Linked DNA regions of Mus musculus: regions 2 and 3 are each linked to region 1. Evidence: chromatin contacts called from public HiChIP or PLAC-seq data. All regions are on one chromosome and are shown on one strand. The core of a region is the stretch at or near the end of the contact, and the rest is flanking DNA. Distances in the headings are between cores, read along the strand shown. Region 1 holds the start of Gas1 (growth arrest specific 1). Region 2 has its middle 19 kb from the start of Gm35143. Region 3 has its middle 47 kb from the start of Gm35333.

What was found. HiChIP or PLAC-seq counts read pairs in DNA pulled down with a chosen protein or histone mark.
Region 2: a contact with region 1 is called in an H3K4me3 HiChIP or PLAC-seq map of embryonic limb bud, with 4 times the contacts expected there. The contact joins the enhancer-like site here to the promoter of Gas1 in region 1. A contact is called at or near these places in 7 of 39 promoter capture datasets (3T3-L1-derived adipocytes, cranial neural crest, embryonic stem cells and 4 more), 1 of 15 datasets of contacts at CTCF or cohesin (the NIH/3T3 cell line), 9 of 484 Hi-C or Micro-C datasets (epidermal suprabasal cells, forebrain, liver and 4 more), 17 of 115 datasets of contacts at active chromatin or transcription factors (VIP interneurons, astrocytes, craniofacial prominence and 13 more) and 1 of 9 other capture datasets (adipose tissue).
Region 3: an H3K27ac HiChIP or PLAC-seq map of stem cell-derived neural progenitor cells shows a contact between it and region 1, with 2.4 times the contacts expected there. The contact joins the enhancer-like site here to the promoter of Gas1 in region 1. A contact is called at or near these places in 7 of 39 promoter capture datasets (cranial neural crest, embryonic stem cells, frontonasal cranial neural crest and 4 more), 3 of 115 datasets of contacts at active chromatin or transcription factors (embryonic limb bud, forebrain and stem cell-derived neural progenitor cells) and 1 of 9 other capture datasets (adipose tissue).

The regions. Positions count from the first base shown.
Region 1 is chr13:60,175,780-60,179,924 of GRCm38.p6, forward strand. Gas1 (growth arrest specific 1) reads right to left here and starts at 1,756. Exons shown (of 1, transcript NM_008086.2): 1 at 1-1,756. The coding sequence starts at 1,162. The coding sequence ends at 8.
Region 2 is chr13:59,969,570-59,973,386 of GRCm38.p6, forward strand. No RefSeq gene overlaps it. Among named protein-coding and RNA genes, the nearest start is that of Gm35143, 19 kb to the right of the region's middle. Within about 2 kb of position 1,947, at least 67 of the 459 cell types and tissues checked have an H3K27ac peak or open chromatin away from gene starts, as enhancers often do. A contact at or near this core is called in craniofacial prominence, embryonic brain, embryonic limb bud and 3 more, where this site is marked.
Region 3 is chr13:60,385,936-60,390,157 of GRCm38.p6, forward strand. No RefSeq gene overlaps it. Among named protein-coding and RNA genes, the nearest start is that of Gm35333, 47 kb to the right of the region's middle. Within about 2 kb of position 2,851, at least 2 of the 459 cell types and tissues checked have an H3K27ac peak or open chromatin away from gene starts, as enhancers often do. A contact at or near this core is called in stem cell-derived neural progenitor cells, where this site is marked.

The DNA.
Region 1 (4,145 bases), core at 506-3,005:
GCAGGAGCTACAAGTGTGACCCGAGCAGCAGGAGCAACAGCAGCAGCAAACAGGCAAACGGGGTCCAGGCGCTTCGATTCGCCCAGTGGCCTCCACTGCCGCTGCTGCTGCTCCTGCGCCCGGGACCGTGGGGCAAGTCTCCGCGGCCGCCCGCCGCAGCAGCGCCGCCGCCCGGGCGCGCAAGGCCGTCGTCGTCGTCCAGGGGTTGCTCGCCGCCCGCGGCCCCAGCGCGCTGCTCGTCGTCATATTCTTCGTCGTAGTAGTCGTCCAGGCCCCCGTCCGAGCCGCTGCTGCCCGGACCGTTGCTCGCATCTGGGCCGAAGCACAGGCGGGCCATGTTCTCTTTGACCGATTCGCAGATGGGCCGCTCCAGCCCATCGCACACGCAGTCGTTGAGCAGCGCCGCCTTGGGCACGGCCAGCATGTCCTCGATGACCGCGCGGCACTCGTCTGTGCAGCGCAGCCCGTTGAAAAGCTTGCCGCAGTAGGCCAGGTAGCGGCTGAGCGCCAGGTTGCAGCGGCTGTCCCGGTCGCAGCGCCGCCGGGCCTCAGTGCAGCCCATGACCGAGCCCGCTCCCGCGCCCGGGCCCACGCTGCTGGTGCGCGGCAGACAGGGCTCGATGGCGCGCTTGGTGGACCTGCAGTGTTCGTCCTGCGCGCAGTCGCAGTCCTCCAGCGCGGGCCCGCGGCGCGTGTGGTTGAGCTGGATAAGCGCCGAGATGCAGTGGCTCGGGCAGCGCCAGCGCGGCGAGGACGCGGCCGAGGCGGGGAAGGCGCCGGCGGGCCCCGGAGCATCAGCCCCGCCGCGCTGCGCTAGCACCGGCGCACAAGCCTCGGCGTACTGGCTGTAGGCGTAGCTGCAGTCGGGCTCGCCCTGACACTGCAGCAGCGCCTGCCAGCAGATGAGGCGGCGGCCGTGCGCTAGCCCCGAGCCCCGCGGTGCCGAGCACAGCAGCTGCAGCAGCGCCATCAGGCACAGCAAGGCGCCCGGCAAGGTCCCCGTGCGGGCCCCGGCGCCGCCCAGCAGCGCGGCTAGCATCGCGGGCAGCAGCGGCCGCCGGACGCGGTGCGGAGCGGAGACGAGGCTCGGGTGGCGGCCGCGGGGCCGCTGGAAAAGTTTGTCCGAGTTCCGCGCACTTCTGGCATGGGCGTCCTCATCCATCCATGCCGGCGGCCCCGCGGCTGGTAAAGGCGGGTGTTCGCTCCGGCACCGCGGCCGGGGCTCCCTGAGAAGCGCGGCGACGCAGGTCCGGGTCCGGTAGACGGTTGGAGGCGCTCAGTGCCGTTCCGGGGGGACGCGGCGAAGCTGCAGGAGCGCGCGGCGCCGGGGGTGCATGGTGCTAGGCGCCTGCAGACAGTCGTGCGGCCGGCGGCTCCTCGGTTCCCGGCTCAGCGGCGCGTAGCACTTCGCAGCTCTGGCATCCCGCCTTCCCGCGGCCAGGACGCTTGGTCCCCTCCCCCTCTACCCCGGTCTGGGCCGCGCTCCGGGAAGTTCTGGGCGCCAGGCGCAGGGAGGACCCCGAAACTCGGAGCGTTTCTCTGCTCCGAGACCCGGAGCTTGGGGAGCGGATCCGCGGAGCCCGGCTGCGGACTAGCTCGCCGCGAGGCTTTAAATACAAAAGTGGGCCGGGAGCCCCCGTGTGGTGCCGCGGCGCCCCCTCATTATGCATGCATAGAAAAGCAAACAAACAAAAACATTAGCAACGCTCCTCCGGCTCGCCGAGCCCTGGCCCCGCGCGCTCCAGGCTTGCCCGCTTTCTCCTTTCTCCACTCTCCGGCGCCCTTTGCTCGGCCCCCTTCCCCGGCTTTGCGAGCTGCTATTGGTCCAGCCTGTTGTTGTTGAAACTTTTTTTTTTTTTTCCGAGCCGCTGGAGTGGGGCTGCAGAGTGGGGGAGGGCGGTGGGCAGCTCACATTCAGGCATTCAGGGCTTGAAAGGAACGGCTTAGGGAGCCTGACACAGGCCCAGCTCCTCCCACTCTTCAGGAGGCTGGGATACCGAACCCCAGCTCGCGCACAGAGCCAGCGGGCAGGGCTTAGGGCCAGCTGCCTGCATCCGGCTCAGCCACCGGCCTTTTTGTTCCCTTCCTCCGCCCCCTTTTTGTTTGGGTGGGGGGACACTTTTATTAATTCTTACTGATCCCCCATCTTTGCATCCGAGAAAGTTCGAAAGTCACTTTAATTTTCAGGCTCCTCATCTCTGAGTTCTGATCACCTCGGGGGGTATAGCGAAGGCAGGGAGTTTTGAGAATTCATTGTAAGACTTTAAAAACTTAGACACAGATTGCGCGCGCGGGCACACACGGGTTCTCTCTCTCTCTCTCTGTCTCTGTCTCTGTCTGTCTCTCTCTGTCTCTCTCTCTGTCTGTCTCTCTCTCTGTCTCTCTCTGTCTGTCTCTCTCTCTGTCTCTCTCTCTCTCTCTCTCTCTCTCTCTCTCTCTCTCTCTCTCTCTCTCTCTCTCTCACACACACACACACACACCGAGCCACCATCACAACCACGACCTCTACCACCACCACAAGAAGGACACTTTCCACCAGCTTTCAGTCCCCCTTTCCGGCAGGTAAGGCCCTCGCACTGGACATCGTTTTCAAACTAAGAAATCCAAAGAACTGAAACTATTTCTTTACTCACGATTTTTTTTTTTAAATACGAACGGCAATGACAAATCTTAGCATTAAAAACCCTGGGAATGCTGAGCGCTACCACCTGGCTGCAGTTACAGCACAGAGGACGAGGGTAAATTGACCCGCTACGTGCTTTAAACTGCACGTTTCAGTTCCTCGCTGTGTTTAAAGCAAAAGCCACCAGCAGAGCGGGCTTTGCAGTCAGAGCAGGACTCTCTCAAGCGACCTTAACTGTGGCGCAATGCAGCTTTTGGCCACTAGAGGCACCGCGAGTCTGTGGCCTGTCAAAAACTGGCTCCTTCCTCTCCCCTTTCCATGGTGAGACTATCAACTCAGTCTGTCACAAAATTTAAGGCTAAATCGCTGCTGAAGCAAAGGAAGCCCCAGCTGCAGTGCGTTCAGAAAGTGGACTGTCCACCTCTCCAAAGAGTTAAAGAGTTTGAAAGGGCGAGAGTGAGGGCCTGACGGATTAACCTGGCTTTTGGGAAAAGCTGGCTGCCTAGGCTGAGGAAGCTGTCTCTGAAACCTCACAGGATGAGAGAGGCAGACTGAGCTGTGTGAAGCCACCGTGCTCCTACCCTAACCCTAATTCATGGTTAGGACCATGAATTTAGTAATAGAAAACAAACGCAAATCTATCCTTAAAAACTAGCCAGATGTGGTACAGCAAGCCTGTTTATCCCAGGCAGAAGCGGGAGGATCGCTGCAAGTTTAAGGACAGCTAGTTAGATCCTGAGAGCTCCAGGCCACTTGCTTTGAGGTCAGATTGCTCACTTGCTAAGGTCCTTTTTTATCCTTAACAATCTGTGATCCTGAGCTCCTAAGAAGAAAGCCAGCCCTGGGATGCATCTTCTGGCTTCTTTAGAGAGCTCTCAAGACACCCTGCAGGAGAATCATCTGGAGACCTTGTGTTCATATCTGGATTCCTAACTCTTTGAATCTCTGACAGCTAAAACCCTGGAGGGCCTGAAAGTCTGCATTTCCAACAAGATTTAAGGCGGTGTGTGTGTGTGTGTGTGTGTGTGTGTGTGTGCGTGCGTGTGTGTGCGTGTGTGTGTGTGCGCGCGCGCGCGTGTGTGTGTGTGCGTGTGCGTGTGTGTGCATGTGCGTGCGTGCGCGTGTGCGTGTGCGCGCGTGCGTGTGTGCGTGCGTGCGTGTGTGTGTGTGTGTGTGTGTGTGTGTGTGTGTGTGTGTGTGTGTATGCGCGCGTGCGTGCAGTGTTACTGATGCTTCAGAGCTGCTTACTGGGGGAATGTTCTGACTGTGTTTGTTCTAAAGGTTACAAATAGTTCACCTTTGCTGGTCACATGAATCCATCTTAGCCTTGATTCAGGTCTCAGTGGGAGCTAAGGGAGGTCACGAGTGCTCATCCTGAAGACATCTTTACAGACTCATGGCCTTGACGTGGAAGGCCAGAGGAACAGGCAGCCACAGCAGGCTGTGTGCATTCCCCTCTTTCAAATATAGGCTTTCCTGGGTCCTGGGCTTTCACTCTTTAAGGACACCATGTCTATGGATT
Region 2 (3,817 bases), core at 697-3,196, 210 kb before region 1:
AGGACTACACACTAGCCACCGCTCAGGCATACCTTGCATTCTCTACACTCATGCTGTCTCTCCTCTAGCGAGGTTCATTCTTTCTACCTAGCTTCCAGTCTTGGTCTGGTGCCAGCTCCCACCTCAAACCTCTCCTAATCCTCCTATGTGGAACTAATCTCTCCTTCCCTGGTGTGTCTTGTGCCTCTTTGTTCAGCTCTTTTGCTTTTTACCACATTCTGTCTCCTAGGGCAGCTACGTTGCTTGTCATTGACAAGAACAGTGAGTTCTTTGGACATGATGCTGGTTCATAGTTACAGCTTCTCCAGAAAGCTGCTTTGCAAGGGGGAAACTGGAAGATGCCCTGTTCTGATCTGCAGTACAGAAAGCTGGTGCACAGGGGGAATGGATGGATTCCCTGTCTGCAGTTGATGTGTCCCACTTTTGTGATGGGATGCAATGCTTTCATTTGTACCTCTACATATTTAAATAGACTCCGCTATTTGTCTTGTCAATCAAGTACACCGCTATTTCTTTTGGAGACCTGTGTTTTTCCCTTTCAGACTGTCAGGTATCAGGCACGGGTGTGGATACAGTCTCAGAGGCTGATTTTCCCATAAGGCTCATCTGGGTATGAAAAGCATATTTTATTATTTTATTTAATAGCCAAGGAGTTCAACAGCACAGATATCAGGAATTTCAACAGCTGTTTAGGAGCCAGGCCAGGTTCTGAACCTAGGACTGCATGACTCCAAATCTAACAGCACAAGAAGCTCTGCTAGTGAAAAAAGACTCACTATGTGTCCAAGGAGTGAGAAATATGTTTGTTGTTTCTAAAAGTCCTGAGATCTCCTTCCTGCTCCTTGGAAACCCTCGACTCCAGTGAGGTAGCTCCCCTTGCTCAGTTACCTGGGTGCTTCCTATAGGGACATGGATTTTCTCACTGTAACCCAGCACCGCAGGCTTTCAACCTTGCTAGATCTCTACAGTGAACCCCACTCTCCTCCAAGTACACAGAGCATCTTAGTTCTGAGTCACTCAACAACTGAATGCACAGGATGTCTGTCCACCTGGGCTTGCCAGGATATAGAGCTGAACATCTACGCCACGGACGCGCAGTAAGGAGCAGCTTGCCTGGCCGGATCTCCCCTACAGGCCCACAAGGCTGGAGCAGTTAGCAGTTCTTTCCTAGGTCCCTTTGGGGCATGACAGGGAAGTGAAGCTCTCTAGTTAGCTGTTTTCCAGGGCCTTTGGAGTTTCTTGCTTCCTTTTTCTTGATTTTGGTCTTTTTAGAGAAATCCCTCACTCTCTGCAGGAGCCAGCACCACTGAGGCACAGGCCAATAGAGGTGCTGGGCTCATTAACAAGGATTCAGTTTGGCTGAATATGCAAACGAAATTTCGGTGCTAGCAGGTTGGCTTTACCCTTCAGTTCTGCGGTTGTTTTTTTTAAGGCTCAAGTTTCTGATGCTGCCCTGTGATCCTCTGCTCCCCGAACCCACACTCCAGTTCCCCCAACCTCTCTACCCCGTTCCCCCGCCCCACCCCCACTGTGTTCCTTCCCACCCTGTGGCTCTCACCTTTGTTTTCCTTCCCCCCTCTCCCCACCTTTTCTCTCTTTAAGGGCAAAAAACAACTTCTCAGTGCGTGCCTGTCAAACTTTTTGGCCCTTAGGCTGAAAATCTTTTGGGTTCTTAAAAGTCCTGCCCTTCCCCACTGCTCACGCCCCCTCCTCCCCCTTCCAGGCTGGCTGGTTCCAGGACACTCCGTAGCCTCACCCCCACGCCAGCACGCAGTCTGATGTGGACCAGGTTGGACTGGATCTGGGGGCCTAATTACCACACGAAAATTAAAGAGGGGCAGCGACTGCTTTTAAACACTTAACAAAAGCGGTTCTCACCTGGCGAGTCCAGGAGTTTGTGCTGAGGCCCGAGCATAAGGCCCTCTGGCACTACCCTCTTTGTGTTTGATTTGCAAACCAGAAAGCACACGCCTCCATATGCATAATTGGATCCTCACGGTCTCCGCCTCAATGTGGCCGGGCAGTAGAAGTTTATTTATCCAGTGCCCATTCAAAGAAAAGCTGACGGAACACGAAAACTCCCACTTTGCCGTAGGATTAGATACTATGAAGTATTCCTCCCCCGGACTCTTTCAAAGATTTTTTTTTTTCCTAAATCTGCTTGGGAAGAAAAAGTAAATTGCCAGAAGTGAGATTAGTGGGGTATATTGTTCTTAGAGACAATGGCGTCTTTATGGCTCGGCTGGTATGAGCTCCCTGCTTCAAAAAAAATACCAGGGCTGGAGGTGTGGGGGTTCTTAATTGCCTACATCTGATCAACTGTCGGCAAAAAAAAGAGAAGAAAGAAATCTCTCTCATTCAGCTCTGCGCTAGCCTGGACCGAGTCCACTTGCTAATCAGTGTTTAATGAGGATGCTACTGGCCCTGTTGTACTTGCCTGCTGCGGCCACTAAGGTCCCTGGCCTCCTGTTTGTGCGGGGAGCCCTTGAGTCCTGCCACCCCACGAAGCAGGATGCAGGCTGCGATGGAAAAGTCCCGGCTTGGAGAAGTTAATTAAATTTAGGCCCTGGGCATTCCAAGTCACCGGAACCAAGGGTGGGAAGCCTCACCCACTGGCACACGGAGCTCTGAATGGCCGCACTCGGTGGTGGTAGCTGGGCTTCTGTGTGTCCCATTGCCAGCTCTCAACCCTGGGAATTATGTCCCCCTTCCCTCCACTGCACAGAATGAAAAGGCCAGCAGGACCTGGAACTGGGCACAGGCTCGAGAAGTGGGTGGGGGGTAAGAAGTTTCTGGAAACCGGTGATTCGACATCAATGTATCAGTCTCCCGGAGGTCCAGATGGGGTGCCACACACTGGCAGGGAATAGGGAGGTGCTGTTGAAAGACCAATTTGCTCTTTGAGTTACATTCTCATTGGTTCAAAAAAGATATAGCTTAAGCAAACAGTGGCCCGTTAGCTGAGCTAGCTACTCTTTTAGAAAAAAATTTGCCCCATAATCTCTACGGAAGGGACTGACAATGGCCGTGGTCTTGATGAAGATGCTGTGGCTTGCTGGCATGCTCTGGGGTTCAGAGAGGCCAGGAATCAGTAGAACACCCCCTCTCAGCTGTTTATGTATTCATTCATGATCAGCAAAGGTGTGAGGTAGGAAGGCCATGAAGGCCATGAAGGCCATGAAGGCCAGCAAAACATGAGGGTTAGCATGCTAGGGGTTCTCTGAAACCACGTGCCTTCTGAGGGGGAGTGCAGAGCCACAAATGACCCGTTGCTATTGGATATACATGTATGTCGTTGCTAGTTGTATTTGCTAGTTGTATATACAACCCAGGTTTTATATACATTTTTAGAACCCAGAGTCCCTTCCTCCTCTCCTCTCCCTTTCTTTCTCTGAGTGCTGCTTGCCTCTCCAGTTCTGTGATGTGTCCAACGTATTCTAGGCGCTCAACAAATGTGTATATGTAATTTAAAATAAAGTTAAAAATTTGAACTGTGCCGTGAGACGCTTAGGGATTCCCTGCAGTTGTTCGAAACACCCGTGTGCTTGGCTCTTTCTCGCAGTGATCAAGTCTTACGAAACTTTGAAACAATGTTGCACCAAGGGTCCTGACACTGATAGATAGACTCAATGCATAGAATGCGTTCATCAGAGTTCTTTGCTTTGCTCTCTTAAGAGACACACCTGGGATCCCCCTGTTCTCCTTCTCCTCAATAATTTCCTGGAGCTCACTTATCTTGAAATAATGCTAAATAAGTGGCACCCTATGGGATGTAACCTATTTGGCTTAAGGAACCATGCCTGCTTGGAATCTTTGT
Region 3 (4,222 bases), core at 1,601-4,100, 210 kb after region 1:
TAGGGGTAAGAGACATTGCAACAATGTAAATGAAGATGGTAGAGGTTAGACCATCTTGGTTGGCTCTTGAACTCAGCTGCCACCCAAGCAGCTCTGGGATTGGCAGCCTTCTGTAGTCAAGAGAACCAGCCCTAGGCTCTCAGAGTGATCCTGTGCACTGAATTGAGAAACTGAATGCTTTAGGACTTTCCTCTTGAGCTTTGATTATCATTCCCTCCTCCTCCTCCAACTCCTCCTCCTCCTCCAACTCCTCCTCCTCCTCCAACTCCTCCTCCTCCTCCAACTCTTCCTCCCCCTCCTCCAACTCCTCCTCCTCCTTTTTCTCCCCCCCCCCCATCCTCTCTTTTCTTTCTGTCTCTCCCTCCAGTAGTTATGCAGCTCAGGCCCTGAGCACACTTAGCAAGTATTTTTGCCTCAGCCCTGCTCTCTTCTCTTGATTGTTGAGTTCCTGTTTCTAGGCAGAGGCAATTTTTAAATCCTTGGGTTTTGGCTACTTACCTAGATCTGGACCTCCAACCTAGATCTACAAGTGACACTTCTGTTTCATTTAAGAAGCATGTTTTAAACATCAATTATTATAAAATCGAAATATGGATTAAATTCTGAAAAACATTCAGGGGGCTCTACGTCTTGAACTAACAAATATTTAGCCAAGGCATATTTTTTTACATAAAACTGAACAAGCACATTCACTTCAGTATCTACATTTGTTTCTGTCTTTAAAGTAATTTTATACACCACACACACATGTGTATATAAAAAATCATTTTAGAATGTATTTAAGACTTATTATTGGTAAATATTTTATTACTGCACATATTTTACATGCCTGGCATCACATATAAGCTTCTAGGGAGTGGACTGGAGAGGAGGCTCTGCAGTTAACAGTGAGAACTGCTTTTCAGAGGACCCATTGAGTCCCAGAGCCCACATCTGCCTGTAACTCCAGCTACAGAGACCTAACACCCTCTTCTGTACTTATTCTGCAGGCTCCTGTACTCATGTGCACATAGATATGCATACACATATTACATACATACACACATACACACACACACTTTAAAATAATAAAAATAAATTATTTACAGGTGGTTCCTGCCTGTAATAGTTAGGGTTTTACTGCTGTAAACAGACACCATGACTAAGGCAACTCTTATAAGGACAACATTTAATTGGGGCTGGCTTAATAGGTTCATAGATTCAATAGGCTTGTTCAAACGCATGAGTCTATGGGGACTATACCTAAACATACCATAATGCAAAATAAATTAGGCCAACTTCCAAAGGCCCCATAGTCTATAGCAGTATCAACAATGTAAAAGTTCAAAGTTCAAGGTGTCTTCTGAGACTCGCCCAATCACTTAATTGTAATCCCCAAAGCAAGACAGGAAACCAGCTGGGCACCAAACTCTGCCATCCCCAAATCTGATGTCAAAGTGGTCTTCAGATTTCCAACTCCTTTTTAATCTTTTTTGACTGCAACAAACTTCTTTCTCCTGGGCTGGTTCCACTCCCCATTGGCCTCATTCCTCAGGAGATAGCCTATGGCTCTGGCATCTCTAAAATCTTGGGATCTCCAAGGAAACTTCAATGTTACAGCTTCTTGTTTCAATGTCTGGGATCCACACGTGATCTTCTGGGCTCCTCCAAAGGGCTGGCATCACTTCTCCAGTTCTGCCCTCTGCTGTACTCTAAGCTCAGGTTGATTCACTTCATTGCTGCTGATGTTCTTGATGATCATCCCATGGCACTGGCATCTGCAATTCACTGGGGTTTTCTGCTGCAACAAGGCTTTGCCAATGGCCTCTCATAGGCTCTCTTTATAGTGTCAAGCCTTAAATCCTTTGTATGAACCCTTCCGTCCTGGGCTGTCAACTACAACTGAGGCTGCACCTTCGTCAATGGCCTTCCATAGCCTGTCACAGTGCCAAGACTCAGCTGCTCTTTATGACCCCTGCATGCCTTCAAAAGCAGTACCACATGAATTATTCTTACACATTACCAAGTACAGCTGCAGCATGAAGTACAACCTTGGCAACCTCTTGAACACAGCTTCTTTGTGCTCTCAGAAAACACTTCCCAGAAGATTTCACCTCAGTGATACTGGTTTCTTCTTAATCACTGCTAATTTCTTAGCTCCATCTAGCCAACATCAATTGTCCCCATAGTCCTGTATATTCTTGACTCTAAAGCCAGAACCACATGGTCAAAGCTGCCAAGCTCTGATGCTGCCTAGAGATGGAACATAGCCCCCTTGTTTTATTGCATCACCAGCTTTCTGTTTTCTAACTCCCTCACTGCCTAAGCTTGGCTGTTCTGGAACTTGCTCTGTAGACTGACCTTGAACTCATAAATGTGGATGGCTCTATTTCCTGGGATTATAGATGTGTACCACCATGCCTAGACTTGAATTTTTTTTCATCTAGAACTTGCTTTGTCCTAGGATGGCCTTGAACTCAAGAGATCTGCTTGGCTTTGTCTCCTGAGATGAAAGGTGTGTAACACCATGCTTGGACCTAAATTTAGCTGGGTGAATTCTTGCCCCAAAGTCCCACTCCCTTAATCTGTTAACACCTAAAATAATAGAATTCGGCTCCATTCCACTTTCTGTTGTACCTTTAATTCTTGAACCATATATTTTGTATTTTTTTCTCAGCTTGCTCCTTTTCTTTAAAATATTCTTTATAAGAGTTAACTTTAGTAACCACACAACAGAATTTATAACAGGCTGTTTTGAGACTTCTTTTTCAAAGCAATTAATCTAAATCTCTTCACCTTAGCCTCAGGCACACTCTTTGAACAAGGGCAAAAAGCAGCCACATTCTTCATCAAAATACCACAAAAACAGTCTCTAGGCCACATACTGAAATTCTTCTCCATGGAACCCACTTGGGCCAGGTCAGCACAGTTCAAATCAATCTCAGCAACAAAGTCTTTCATATTCTTCTTGGATAGCCCATTAAGCCCAATTTAATGCATTCCATTGCTTTCCAAATTCAAAGTCCCCAAATCCACATTCTTCCAGACAAAAGCATGGCCAGGTCTATCACAGCAATACCCCAGTCCCTGGTACCAACTTCTGTCTTTGTTAGGGTTTTACTGATGTGAACAGAAACCATGATCAAGGAAACTCTTGTAAGGATAATGTTTAATTGGGTCTGGCTTACAGATTCAGAGGTCCAATCATTCTCATCAAGGTGGGAACATGGTAGCATCCAAGCATGGTGCAGACAGAGCTGAGAGTTCTACATCTTCACTTGAAGGCTGCTAGTGTAAGACTGATTTCCAGGCAGCTAGGACTAGAGTATTAAACTCACATCCACAGTAACACACCTACTCCAACAGAGTCACACTCTAATAGTGCCACTTCCTGGGCAAAGCATATGTTGGGCAAACCATCACACTGTCAAAGTTGTTTTATTGTTCAGGATTGCTTTGGCTTTCCCAGGTCCTTTGTTTTTCCATATGAAGTTGAGAATTGTTCTTTTAAGGTCTATAAAAATTTGTGTTGGAATGGGGATTGGATAGAATCTGTAGATTGGGACTCCGCGGAACTTAGGAAATTAGTCTGAGCAGGTGAGAGGGTGCGCCAGAGAACCGGACAGCTTCTGGGACAGGCGGAAGCACAGAGCCACTGAGGCAGCACCCTTGGTGGGCTGCAGACAGCCGGCCACCGTCCGGACCAGAGGACTGGTGTCTGCCTGGCTTGGGAGGCGGCCTCAGCCTCAGCAGCAGCGGTTGCCATCTTGGTTCCGGGACTCAGCAGAACTTAGGAAATTAGTCTGAACAGGTGAGAGGGTGCGCCAGAGAACCGGACAGCTTCTGGGACAGGCAGAAGCACAGAGCCGCTGAGGCAGCACCCTTGGTGGGCCGCAGACAGCCGGCCACCGTCCGGACCAGAGGACAGGTGTCCGCCTGGCTTGGGAGGCGGCCTCAGCCTCAGGAGCAGCGGTTGCCATCTTGGTTCCGGGACTCCCTGGAACTTAGGAATTTAGTCTGCACAGGTGAGAGTCTGTACCACAGAAGCTGACAGCTTCTGAGAACTGCCAAAGCAACACAGCTTCTAAGAAAGGCCCTGTTTTGGGCCTTCTTCTTCGGCCAGGAGGAGGTCCAAAAAAAAGATATCTGCGCACCTTCCCTGTAAGAGAGCTTGCCAGCAGAGAGTGCTCTGAGCACTGAAACTCAGAGGAGAGAATCTGTCTCCCAGGTCTGCTGATAGACA